Linked DNA regions of Sus scrofa: region 1 is linked to region 2. The links are chromatin contacts, called in public HiChIP or PLAC-seq maps. All regions are on one chromosome and are shown on one strand. Each heading gives the region's core, a stretch centred on a gene start, on an enhancer-like site or on the middle of the called end of the contact. The rest is flanking DNA. Distances are from core to core; before and after follow the strand shown. Region 1 overlaps EHF (ETS homologous factor). Region 2 overlaps APIP (methylthioribulose-1-phosphate dehydratase).

The links. HiChIP or PLAC-seq counts read pairs in DNA pulled down with a chosen protein or histone mark.
Region 1: an H3K27ac HiChIP or PLAC-seq map of alveolar macrophages shows a contact between it and region 2. The contact joins two enhancer-like sites. A contact is called at or near these places in 3 of 47 Hi-C or Micro-C datasets (embryonic fibroblasts and liver) and 1 of 2 datasets of contacts at active chromatin or transcription factors (alveolar macrophages).

What each region holds. Positions count from the first base shown.
Region 1 is chr2:26,317,508-26,323,785 of Sscrofa11.1, forward strand. All of the region lies in intron 2 of EHF (ETS homologous factor), which reads right to left. Among named protein-coding and RNA genes, the nearest start is that of EHF, 20 kb to the right of the region's middle. Within about 2 kb of position 2,269, at least 4 of the 83 cell types and tissues checked have an H3K27ac peak or open chromatin away from gene starts, as enhancers often do. A contact at or near this core is called in alveolar macrophages, where this site is marked.
Region 2 is chr2:26,114,384-26,120,496 of Sscrofa11.1, forward strand. APIP (methylthioribulose-1-phosphate dehydratase) reads left to right here. Exons shown (of 8, transcript XM_003122870.3): 6 at 19-62; 7 at 65-185; 8 at 787-1,079. The coding sequence ends at 886. Among named protein-coding and RNA genes, the nearest start is that of APIP, 22 kb to the left of the region's middle. Within about 2 kb of position 3,243, at least 5 of the 83 cell types and tissues checked have an H3K27ac peak or open chromatin away from gene starts, as enhancers often do. A contact at or near this core is called in alveolar macrophages, where this site is marked.

The sequences.
Region 1 (6,278 bases), core at 1,019-3,518, 200 kb after region 2:
CAGCTGCTCTTCGTCCCACCAGACACACGCTGCCTGAGGCTGCCAGGAGCAGTGGGAGGGCACACCTCGGCAGGCTCTGAGTTACCACCCGGTGTTGTGCTCCCACACAAGTGTGGCTGGTCTGCAGGTGCACAGGAGAGCAGCACGTCCCAAATGGGAGCTCCTGGCAGAGGATGGACAGAGGATTTCTGCAGCCTGCAGGGTCCCCTTGCACAGGAAATGCTCAGTTACTGGAAGAAGGGGTCTGGGATTTGAACTCAAAGGGACAGCAAAGTGGGGGGGAAGGAGGCACCCCTGGGACTTTGACAAGGGCAGAGCCAAGCACCCTGGAACCCAGGAGGTTCTGCCCAGTCTCGGGACTGATAAAAAGGCCAAGCATCACTCCACTGGTCTCTCTCAAACACACAGAGAGAACCTGCCAGCAGAGACATATGCGGCCCAGTTTGGGCTCACTTATCTGGAGCCAGAGGTATCTTTTGCTCCGTAGTAGGGCTACTGAGACCTAGGACCAAATGCTATAAAATAACAACAACAATTCTACTACAGCAGCTGGGGCTTATTGAACGTTTAAAATGCACTGGCTCTGTGCTAATAGTTTTAAGTGCATCATGTCAGTCAATATTACAATCACTCTATAAGGCAAGATGTCACTTATCTGGGGCTTAGCTGAGGCTCAGAGGGGTTAGGTCATTTGTTCAAGCTCACACAGCCTCGAAAGAATTGGAGCTAGAAGAGCACTCAAACCCGGACTGCCTAGCAATAAACCCTGGGAACTTTCTGCTGAGAAGGGGGTGCTTTGCCAGAGAAGAAAGACGCCCTCAACTCAACTTGCCCCCTGCCCCCATTTCATACATAGTCACTGCTCTCTCCTGGTGCCATCTGGGGCCTCTCACCTCTACCACGTTTCTCCAAGATTATAAAATTCTCCAGATCACTCAGTCATGCAGGGACCCTGATTTTCCTTCTTTGCCAGAGCAACCCATAGTCATCTTTTTCCAGTATATCAAAGAGTGACTTTTAGGATGAGAGCATGGAAAGCTCTCTTCGTTTTGCCATGTCTACAACATGCTTAGGTAGGAATATGCTAGGGTTCAAAAGCAGGGCCAGTTTTATCAATGATACTCTTTCAGCCATTAAAACAGATCTATACACCTATACATTTATAGATACATACATACTTATATACATGGATAAATATGAATATTTATGCATACATATAATATAAATACTTCTCTCCTCTCTCTTTTTTTTTTTTTTAATTATCTTTTTGCCTTTTCCAGGGCCACTTCCTGCGGCATATGGAGATTCCCAGGCTAGGGATCTAATCGAGCTTAGCCGCCGGCCTACGCCACAGCCACAGCAACGTGGGATCCAAGCCGTGTCTGTAACCTACACCACAGCTCATAGCAATGCCGGATCCTTAACCCACTGAGCAAGGCCAGGGATTGAACCCGCAACTTCATGGTTCCTAGTTGGATGCATTAACCACTGCACCACGACGGGAACTCCTAATATAAATACTTCTCTTATGACTCAATAAAGTTCATTTTATATTTTGGAGATAAACAGGTCCATGATTGTTGGAGCTTCATCTGAATTAGACCTCAGGCAAAAAAGCGGGGTTTGCTTCTGCTAGAAAAGGAAGATACACTGGGAGTCACCAGGGCCACAGCAAATCTTTTTATTTTTTTGTCTTTTTGCCATTTCTTGGGCCGCTCCCGCAGCATATGGAGGTTCTCAGGCTAGGGGTCTAATCGGAGCTGTAGCTGCCAGCCTACACCAGAGCCACAGCAACACGGGATCCGAGCCGTGTCTGCAACCCACACCACAGCTCACGGAATGCCGGATCGTTAACCCACTGAGCAAGGGCAGGGATCGAACCGCAACTTCATGGTTCCTAGTCGGATTCGTTAACCACTGCGCCACGACGGGAACTCCCCACAGCAAATCTTAAGCAGGGCTTTGCCTGCAGTCTCTGTTCCCAGCCCCAGGGGACTGAGAGTCAAGGCCATGGTCTACCTTCTTCCCAGCTCCTCGATTCATTCAACCACATCATCTCCAAAGTGCCTCATAATTGGCTGCCTTGTGTGGGTATTTTCACTCCTCAAACCCAAGGAGCGATTAGGTCTTTTAAACAATGACTTTTGTGATGACCACGATATCCAGATCATTCTCGGTTCTTAATCAAAGTTGCCAGCAGGTGAATTCACAGCACTTGCCCAAAGGATGTTGCAATAGCTCACTGACTTCCTGTTTCAATATGACTATCATTTCAAAAGAACTACTCCCAAGGCGGAGAAAAGAAAATTCAAGTACATGTGAAATCTAACTGAATGTAACATAGACAATAATTCATGTTTTCCAAATGAATCAAAATGTGAATCAAGCTTGGGGAATGTATTTGATCCTCTCGGGATTACATCACAGGTAATTTCATACCCTCATAACGTGTTTTGAAACAGATATTTCATGTTTCCAGGGGCAACATCAGAAGCATTATTCCTGGGCTTTCAAGTGTTTTCATGAGCAGTGACGCCATATTGGAAGGCCAAGAGCTGATCCATTACAGATATACTTTTCTGACTGTAAATCATTTAGAAACATACGGATTATGCTGATCTTTATCATTCTTGGTGCCAGATCCACACAAGACACAGATACTGACAACAGACAGGCACTAAATTTGATCAAAAGACAAAAGTACCTTACATGACCTCAGGGGCCCTTATCAATCTCGTTCAGCTATACGACAGACTAAAATGGAGCAAGCTTTGAGTCATAAAAGCTTAGAGGCTTTTGAGACCTCCACAGAAACTAGGGCTCTCTCCTCCCAGAAATGCATATTCACACCTGGTTTTTTTAGGGCCCTGGGCCCTCTAAAGACCATCCACTGACCTCTTACAAATCTATGGACACCAAGAGTCTTTAAAAAAAAAAAAAATCTCTCTTGCACTCATGTTGGATTGAAATGTCAAGAAAACTTTGTAGTGGGGTTGGGGGTGGGAGATATGTTTACTCCATCCTCTGAGAGAAGGCCTGAGAGATTCTATTATTGCTCTCTGCACTGGACCTGGGTGTTGCCTAGTTCTATGGCGACACCAGGAAGGGCCCCATTGGCTCTTCCCATTGGCAGCTGCTGGAGCCACCGTGCTGCATCCAGGAGGGCCATTCTGGACCTCTGTTTGGCAAGCTGGTGAAGATTTCACCATTTTCCCCACCACCCTGAACCTCAGTATCTATCTCCCCATGAATCCTCAACTCTGTTCTAAAACCAAAGAATCATAAAGAACGTATAGCAAAGACCAAAACCAAAAACAAAACCTAGGCCCCCACTTATTACAATCCTAGGTCTCTGTAGGTCTTTGGAAAGGGACACACGTGATGAACCAGAGCATCCAGAATTAATTTGATGGTGGTTTTTCTACGTGGCTGAAGAGGCCACACAGCTGTTTCTCAAAAGTCAGTCTTTAGGCCACCTCTATCCTCAGCACCCGAGGAGAACTTAAACTTGAAGTTTCCTGGGGTGCCACCCAGACCTGTGAATGAGACTCTATGTCTTTAAGAACCCCCCGCTCACCAATCCTTAAGCCCTCTCACAGCCGAGCCCTCCTGGTCCAAGGCTCCTCTGCTTTGTCTTCCCTCAACTTCCCACAACAAGATAACCACCTCCAGCGGTGATGGGCCTTGAAAGAGAAATATCCATAAAGGCCAGGAAATCCTTGTAAAGTCAGAGACAACACATTCGGTCCCAAGAACCCGAGCTCCAGTTCATCTGCGGAGATCCTATCACTCGGTTATTTGCCAATTTGAAATGAAGCAGGTCCTGACGTTCAGCACCACCAAAGGGTTCAAGGCAACAGTGCCCAGCCGCTGAGAGGGATGGGTCCCTGAAGGCCAAGCAAACAAACCCAGCCCCGGAGCACAGCACTTGCAGAGCATTGCCGGGACAATGACTTCCAACAGGGGAAGCTCATGGCCGGCTGAGTCAGCCCTTCCCCTATCCCACCCCCACCCCTGCTCTTCCAAAGATTACTTAATCACCCTGGATTTTAGACCTCAGACCGAGGAAGACTGCTGTCTTAGCCTTCAGAAGAGAGAAGCCATCATCAAGCAAGGTTTGTCCTGCTAGTATAAATATTTATTTACCCCTCCGATTAATAGGTATTTATCGACTATCCTCTAGAGGCGAGGCACTGCGTGGACATCAGGGAACCAAACCCAGAAGCTGCCCTGCTCCATTCGGCCAGGACACCGCTTCTGAAAACAATGTCTCTTTCCCCATGTCCTCTGACCTCATTCGCCATCTCCTGCTGAAGACACACAGTGGAGTAACAGCGGAGAGAGCCAGGCGACCGGCCCCGGCATTTCGAAAGGACCGAACTTGGCGAGAACTTCAACACTGTTTAAAAACAGGACCGATCCTCCTCTCTCCGGCAACCCTGTGCCCTTGCCTTCCCAGGAAACCCTCACTAAGACCTGGAGTTGGCAGCCCTGCGTGTCACAAAGCAGCCTCAGCCAAAACCAATCTCAACTCAGGGCAGAATAAAGCCGTTGGTTGTCTGGAGGGCTGAATGTCTTTCCCCGAGACAATAGCGTGTTTATGTGTCAGAGGGTTATAGGGGCAGGTTAACATAAAACCCACCGTAAACAGAGCTGTTAATTCAGTTGCTGGCAGGGGCTTCTGTTATCTTCTGAATACCTCCCAGAGGGTATAAGCCCTACCTTTTCATTTGAGTTGGCAGCAGAGTTATTTTTTTGCACCTGTTGCTCTGCTCCAATAACAACGCAGTTAAGCATTGATTTGTTGGAAAATAAACAGAAAAAAGCAAAGAAAGGCATCTGCCCAAACAGCCTGAGCTGGTTCGACTGAGAGTTCATGCCAATTTGTTTTTCCTATAAAAACCAAAGAAAAACCCATGCTTTCAGTTTGAAGGCTACCCTCCCACTCCCTCCGAAGAAAAGGTGGTATCAAAGAGGCCAGCCAGAGCTGGCAGGGCCAAGAAGCCAGAAGACACTGTACTTTTCCATTGGCTGGCTCTGTGAGGGCACTGAGGGGTGTCCAAGATCCACAGAATGACATGGCCAGCCTCCAGCCAGCCCAGATTAAGATCCTGATCCGATTAACAAGGGCAGGGAAAGGGGCTGCCGGGGTATGACCAAAACTCAAACCACACTCTTCCAAATGGTTGACTTCTGAAACTCAGTGTGGCTCAGGGAGTAGGTGTGGTCTAGGGGTTACCTCCTAAAGCAGGGACTCAGCGTGCCTCTCCCAAAGACTTCTTCCATCCAGCCCTGGGCAAGCAGTATGATTTGAAAATCCCCGTTGTCTGGACCAGAGCTTTCCCAGCAGGGCAAGGACGCTGGCCATTCCTCCCTCCAAGGCGACCTGTGGATACGCACTCAGGTGCAGCCAAGTGACTTGAAGTCCCAGGTGAAAAGGACCTGAGATGTTGACAGTGCAATGGCTGCACTAACTCAGGCATCACCGCCGCGCTCTCATTTCTCAACAGTTTGTCAATATCACATGATGCGCTCAAGCCCAAAAGAGTCACAAATAGCTAAACAAATCACTCAAATGGAGATCATGACAATGCTAATTAAGCAATGGCATCATCACCCAGCCTTCAACACACACAGTCAGGAGAAGCCTCTTAATATCTCTCTCTAAGCCTTGAGCAGAAAGCCTAGGATGTGGGCAACATGCCAGGGTCCCCGAGATTATCACCTCCCTCTGCAGCTTCCTCTCCGCCACAGGACCTTCATTATCACCAGACCCCTGGCTTCAGGGGGAGCCCAGAGGTGGGGGACGGCCTCAGAAATGCCACTTCTCAAGGAGCGTTAAGGACTGGGTGTCCCGACAGGGGAGGGATATGGCTGGCTGAGCATTCCCAAGCATTCCTGTCATGAGCAGGGCAGGGAGTGGAGTGCCTCGGAACCAGACTGGGCAGCCAGAAAAAGAAAAGATTCAACAACACCCTCAGTCGACTGAAAAATAAATAAGACCTAGGGCGCAGGAATGCGGGAAGGGTGGAGGGAGGTAAGAGGTGGGAATGGAAGCCAGGAAGGAGTTGGGATGGACTGGGACAATGAATCTGGCCATTTCAAGATTCGAGTTTCTTCCCAGAGAAAGATTAAGATGCTCCCACCAAGGAAAGATCAACAGCCACCAACTTGGGATCTCACTGACTTTAGATTTTCAGAACAACCACCGCAATTATGACAGGGATGAAAGTTTATATTTCTTGAGCGTTTACAATGTGCTAGGAATTGAGCTAGGC
Region 2 (6,113 bases), core at 1,993-4,492:
ACCTTTATTGTCTTGCAGATATGATGACATGTTAGTAGTCCCCATTATTGAGAACACACCTGAGGAAAGGACCTCAAGGAGAGAATGGCCAGGGCAATGAATGAATACCCAGACTCCTGCGCCGTGCTCGTCAGACGGCACGGAGTCTACGTCTGGGGAGAGACGTGGGAGAAGGCCAAAACCATGTAAGTGTCAACCAAAGACCATCGAGAATAAGTCACCACATTCTAAACGTAAGAGGGATCGAAATAGGATTTTCTTATTTAAAATGAAGTATGATTTTTGCGTGGGTGTGTCGCTGGTCAAAATGGTTTACATTTAAATAGTTTATCATTCTTATTTCTAGAGATTTTATTTGTATTATGTATTCTTTTGTGAAGAAATATTTTTCGGGTGAGCTGTTATTTGGCAAGGCACTATGCTCTGATACAAAGGAGGAGATACAGATCTTGGTTCTCTGAGTTGAAGGCTTGAATAAAGCTAACCCGTGTTATACAATGATTTGCTACATTTATTTCAAGAAAGTGGCCAAGTTAAAAGATAAAAATCTAAATTTATATAGGTAGTATGTTTTAAACTCCCTTTTATTTCTGAGACGTATATGACATGATGGCATGATTCAATATGATTCCATGTTTTAACGTTTAAAATAAAAACTGCGCCTAGAACTGAGAAAAAAAAATGGGCAAGGAACAGGGTTAACTTGATGCAGAGGAAAGATACGATTATTAGGATTGGAGAACTCTGTTTCGCTACTTTTGGTTCTTTTTGCTTTTTCTTTTACAGGTGTGAGTGTTACGACTATTTGTTCGATGTTGCCGTATCAATGAAGAAAGTAGGACTGGACCCTACACAGCTTCCTGTTGGAGAAAATGGAATTGTCTAAGCCAAGTGGAAGTTTATGATATACAGAGACAAAGCTTAATTATTACTTAAATGACATGACTTTTTTAAACAAACTGAAAATTTCCATGAAGCTATTGATTTGTCACTAAATATTGCACAGACACTGGATTTTATTTGCTTATATTCTTGTAATTTTAAATGACAATACAATGGAATAAAATTTTTATAATGAATGTTTTATGTTCATTTCTAAATCCCTTAATAGCAAAATATTTTCTTTTAGTTAATTTTTTATATATTCTCCCAGAGGATTCCTCTTATGCTTTAAAGGTATTGGTGATAAAGAAATTCATTGGAAAACACCAGGCACTCATTTTTTTTTTCAATTATACTGATTTTTTTTTAAGTTTATATGATTTTTTTTCCATTATAGTTGCTTTACAGTATTCTGTCAATTTCTACTGTACAGCAAAGTGACTCAGTCACACACATATTTATATTCTTTTTCTCACATTATCCTCCATCATGCGCCATCACAAGTGACTAGATAGAGTTCCCTGTGCTCTACAGCAGGATCTCATTGCTTATCCTCTCCAAATGCAATGGTTTGCATCTATTAACCCCAAACTCCCAGTGCATTCCAACCCCTCCCCCTTGGCAACCACAGGTCTTTTCTCCAAGTCCACAAGTTTCTTTTCTCTGGAAAGGTTCATTTGTCTAAGGCACTCATTTTCTATTGGGATCAGTTGTGAAATTCAAACCAGGTGATACTAACTCAAACTCTCCTGGCCAGATAAACCCTGACCATCCAATGATGTAATCAGAAAGTGCTTTTTTTAAAATGTAGGCAAAAGCAACATCATCTTGATGATAAGGTTTTATTTGGTTAATGCTTTTATTTAACTGGGGGAGAAAAAAATGCACCATCTCCAAAGTCAGTCTCATACCCCTCCGCCTCAGTTTATCATCTTGTAGTGTTGGAGTTTTCTTTCACTCCAGCAATTCTTCAGCCGCATCCAGCTTCCCATCGCTTGACCTTACCATTTGTCATTGTCTATGAACCTTTTCATGTCCTGGCTTCTTCCCTTAGGTAGCATAGATGATGGCCAGCACTTGATTGCAAACATCCTAACCCCCTGGTATCTTGCCCCCTCCATCATACTCACCCGGCAAAATCCCCAGGCCTTGTGAGCCACTTACTTGGCACTTGTACCCAAGCAGAAGGCCTGATGGGAGAAATTGCACAACTGTGTTGACTCATCTCACTTCAGATTTATGACCACACATCTCAGGTGGGCACTTGATGCTGCCAAACAAATCCACTACAGTTCCCTCGTAAGTTCATTTCCCCACCTGGCGTCCATTTCTCCTCACAGCCTTGCTTACCTGCCATCTAATATCTGACATTCTTCCTGCTACCATTTCTCAGAAAAAACCTCCTTTCATACTTTTTAGAGATAAATAGATTTATTCCAAAGAGAACTAACTTATCTTCCCGTTTCATGTTTCCACCAACCTTCCTGCCTCCAGCCCTCTTTGGAACTTTCCTTCTACTGAATTTTAAGATCAGTTCTTCCCCTTACACCTTGGATCCATTAATGTCCTCTTGCCTTCTCATGGGCTTTGCTTCTGCATTTCTTTCTTGCATTGTCTTTTTTTTTTTTTTTTTTTTTTTTTCTGCACCTGCAGCATGCAGAAATTCCCAGGCCAGAGATCAAACCCAAACCACTGCAGTGACCTGAGCCACAGCACTGGATCCTTAACCCACTGAGCCACCAGGGAACACCATCAATTTTTCACCCTCTTCTGTTGGTATAAAAATGTGCTGTAGGAGTTACCACTGTGGCAGAGTGGGTTAAGAATCTGACTGTATTTGCACAGTCACTGTGGAGGTGCAGTGGGTTAATGGATCTGGTGTTGCCACAGCTGTGGCATAGGTTGCAGCTGCGGCTCAGATTTGATCCCTGGCCTGGTAACTTCCATATGCCGTGGGTGTGACCATAAAAAAACAGAAACAAAAAACCTGCTGTAACGTTTTCCATCGTAAAATATACCAAACTGCCTTCAACCAACCTTCAACTAACTCCAGCACCAATAGAGCCAACCTTTTTGAAAGGGTTGCCCACTTTGCTGTCAACTTCTGTTCTCTGAATTGCTCCTTGGCCCACTCCAATCCAGCCACCCCACCCCACTGAAACTGCTTTACCAAGAAGAAGGGACCCCCCACACCCTCAACCTTTTGAATGCTTCCTTTCTTTGCTCTAAGCGAAACCTCTTTCTCCTGGGGACATGGTTTCCCCTGAAGCTCTCAGTGGCGCTTATTTTCACTTCCTCTTGCCCCTAGGGCTGGAGTGAGTGAATTCCTTGAACACCAAAAGGCTTTCCCCCTCTCCTGTTTCTTTGTGCTCAGCAAACCTTCAATCGCAGTTAATTCCAGCGCTCTTCTAACTCTGCCACTGAGGGAGAACACAACCGCATCAAGGTCAAGTGGGCCCTTCATGCTGAATTTTATTTAATTACCCCAGTCTTTTCATTCCCCTCCCCTCCTTGACAATGACTTCTTCCTTCAAACGTCAAGCACTTCTCTCCCATATTCACTCCTGGCTGATGACTTGATGGCTATTTCACTGAAAAAAATCAAAGCCACCATGAGAGAATTTGCACAGGCTTCCCCCTGCCTGCTCGTATTCCGTGATGAACCGTCAATGCCTCCTCCCACTAAGGCCAGCCTCTTCCCTTAAGCAGTAGATCTCCTCCCAAATCCAGAAACAATTCCCCACTTCCTGGAGTCTGCCCTAACTCAGTGGCAGCTCCATCCTTCCAGGCACTCAGACACATCCTGCGCGGCGGTTTCTTTGACACACCACATCCAGCTCATCAGCAAATCCCCTCGGCTTTACACGGACAATAGTTTCTAAACTTATGACGGCATTCAGTCACCACCTGGCCCAAGATCCACCCTTTCTCACCTAAATGACAGCAGTTGCCGCCCCCCAACCCCTTCCCAACAGTGTCTTCTCAATACGGCAGCCAGCCCAGCACTCCTCTGCTCAAAACCTGGGCTTCCTGCCTCACAATGAACGCTCCTCGCCGTCTCCACCGCTCCCCAGCCTATCAGTCACCTCCTTTGCACTTGTTCTGCTGCAGCTGCTCTGCCATCCTGCTGAAACCTTTGGGTTTCTAGGCACTTCCACACGTGTTCTTCCCTCTCAGGGCCCTTCCCCCAGACTCCGGCTTAGCTCATTCCCTCTGCTTACTCAGGACGTCACACGTTATCTCTGTGCTGTCTTCCTAAGTACTCTTATTTTACGTTATTTATTTATTATTTTTTTGAAATGCCCAGTAGCTCTAGCCTCAGAACATTTGCCCTTGCTGGGGCCTCTTGCTAGAATGCCCTTCCCACATGTGGCTCCATGGTTATCTTTTTTTATGTTCTTATCTGCAGCATATGGAAGTCCCCAGACTAGGGGTCGAATCAGCGCTACAGCTGCCGGCCTACACCACAGCCAGAGCAACACCAGATCTGAGCCACATCTGCGACTTACACCACAGCTTTTGGCAACACTGGATCCTTAACCCACTTAGGGAGGCTGGGGATTGAACCTGCATCCTCATGGATACTAGTCAGCTTCTTAACCTACTGAGCCACAATGGGGAACTCCCTCCACTGTTATCTTCCAAAGGTCTTCCTTGTATGAGATCCTCTGACTGCCAGCAACTGACAACTAGGAGGGCTTGCTCTCCCAGGACTATAGGCAAGATTTCACTTGCTAAGGTGGGATCTTTCCAGTGGGGCCACACCAAGGGTCCTTCTGCCTGCGTCCTTCAAGTTAACTGAATGAGACGAGTTCAATTCAGAAGCAAAGGGAAGCTTCATTCTTGGATGAAATAATGGACAGGTGCAAGCTCCAGGTTGATTGCCTGGTTACTCTTATTCTAAATTGCAACCCCTCCCTCCATACCCCAAATGCTCTCCTTCCCTGCTTTAGTTTCCTATAAAGTCCTCAGAATCGACTAGCATACTATGATTTAATTGCTTATCTTCATTCTCTCACCAGTATGTGAATCCCACGAGGGCAGGGATTTTCCTGTTTCATTCACACCCGTATCCCTAGTCCCTTGAGGAGTACCCAATACAAAGGTAAATACCTGCTGAATGAAAGACCACCTTTTTGCCAAAACTAGTGGTCAAGTCTCTGTATTTTACGTGGCTTTATCGCAGCATCACTACTGAGCAATCCCTCCTTGAAACTTTTCCTGAAAATTTTTCTCTTGGCTTCCATGACCCTGGTTTCATTGGATTTTCTTCTTACCTCAGTGATCACTTCTGCGGTTCTTGGATATTCTCCTCTGTAGACAGTTAAATGTTGGAGGGGCTCAGGGCTCCCTGCCCTTAACCAGATTCCCCACCTATACTTTTTTCCTAGGAAATCTAATCAAGGGCCATAGCTTTATTTTATTTTATTTTTTTCTTGTTACGGCTGCACCTGCGGCATATGGAAGTTCCTGGGCTAGGGTTCGAATCAGAGCTGCAGCTCAGCTGCAGCCTCTGCCACAGCCACAGCAACACTGGATCCAAGCTGTATCTGTAACCTATGCCACAGCTTTCAGCAACACCAGATCCTTAACTCACTGAGCGGAACCAGGGATCAAACCCACCTTCTCACAGATACAAGGTCATAATGTCAGGGCCTTAACCCACTGAGCCACAATGGGAACTCTGCCATAGCTTTAAATATCTATATGTCGATGACTCACAGTGTCTTATCTCTACCCAGATGTGTCCCTTACATTCCAAACGAATCTCTCCACCTCCTACATCTCACCTCTGGGATGTCTAACGGGCATCTTAAACCTACCGTGGCCCAAAACAGTGCCATTGATTTTTCTTCTGTATCAGCCTTCACCCTCCCCCCACTCCCAAACACTTTCTGGACAGCGGCACCAAAACCTTGATACAGACCTCTGTCTTGTTCACGACAACCAAGGAAAAATGCCTGACACACTGTCAGGATTCCATAAAACTGGTTTTCTGGATTCTTGGTGAAGATTCGTCCACCAGGGAGAAATCGTTTGTGTTACTTCTGCTTAACGTCATTTTCCTCATTCTTGAAATGGAGCTAATGAATGAGATAAAGCACGCGAAGGAACAAGCTATAGTGCTCCACCCACAGAAGCCATTCACTAATTATTCATTACCCCCCTTTCTATAGTCCCATTTAATCCACATGAGAGGACTTCAAGGTATTATCCCATTTTTTTGGATG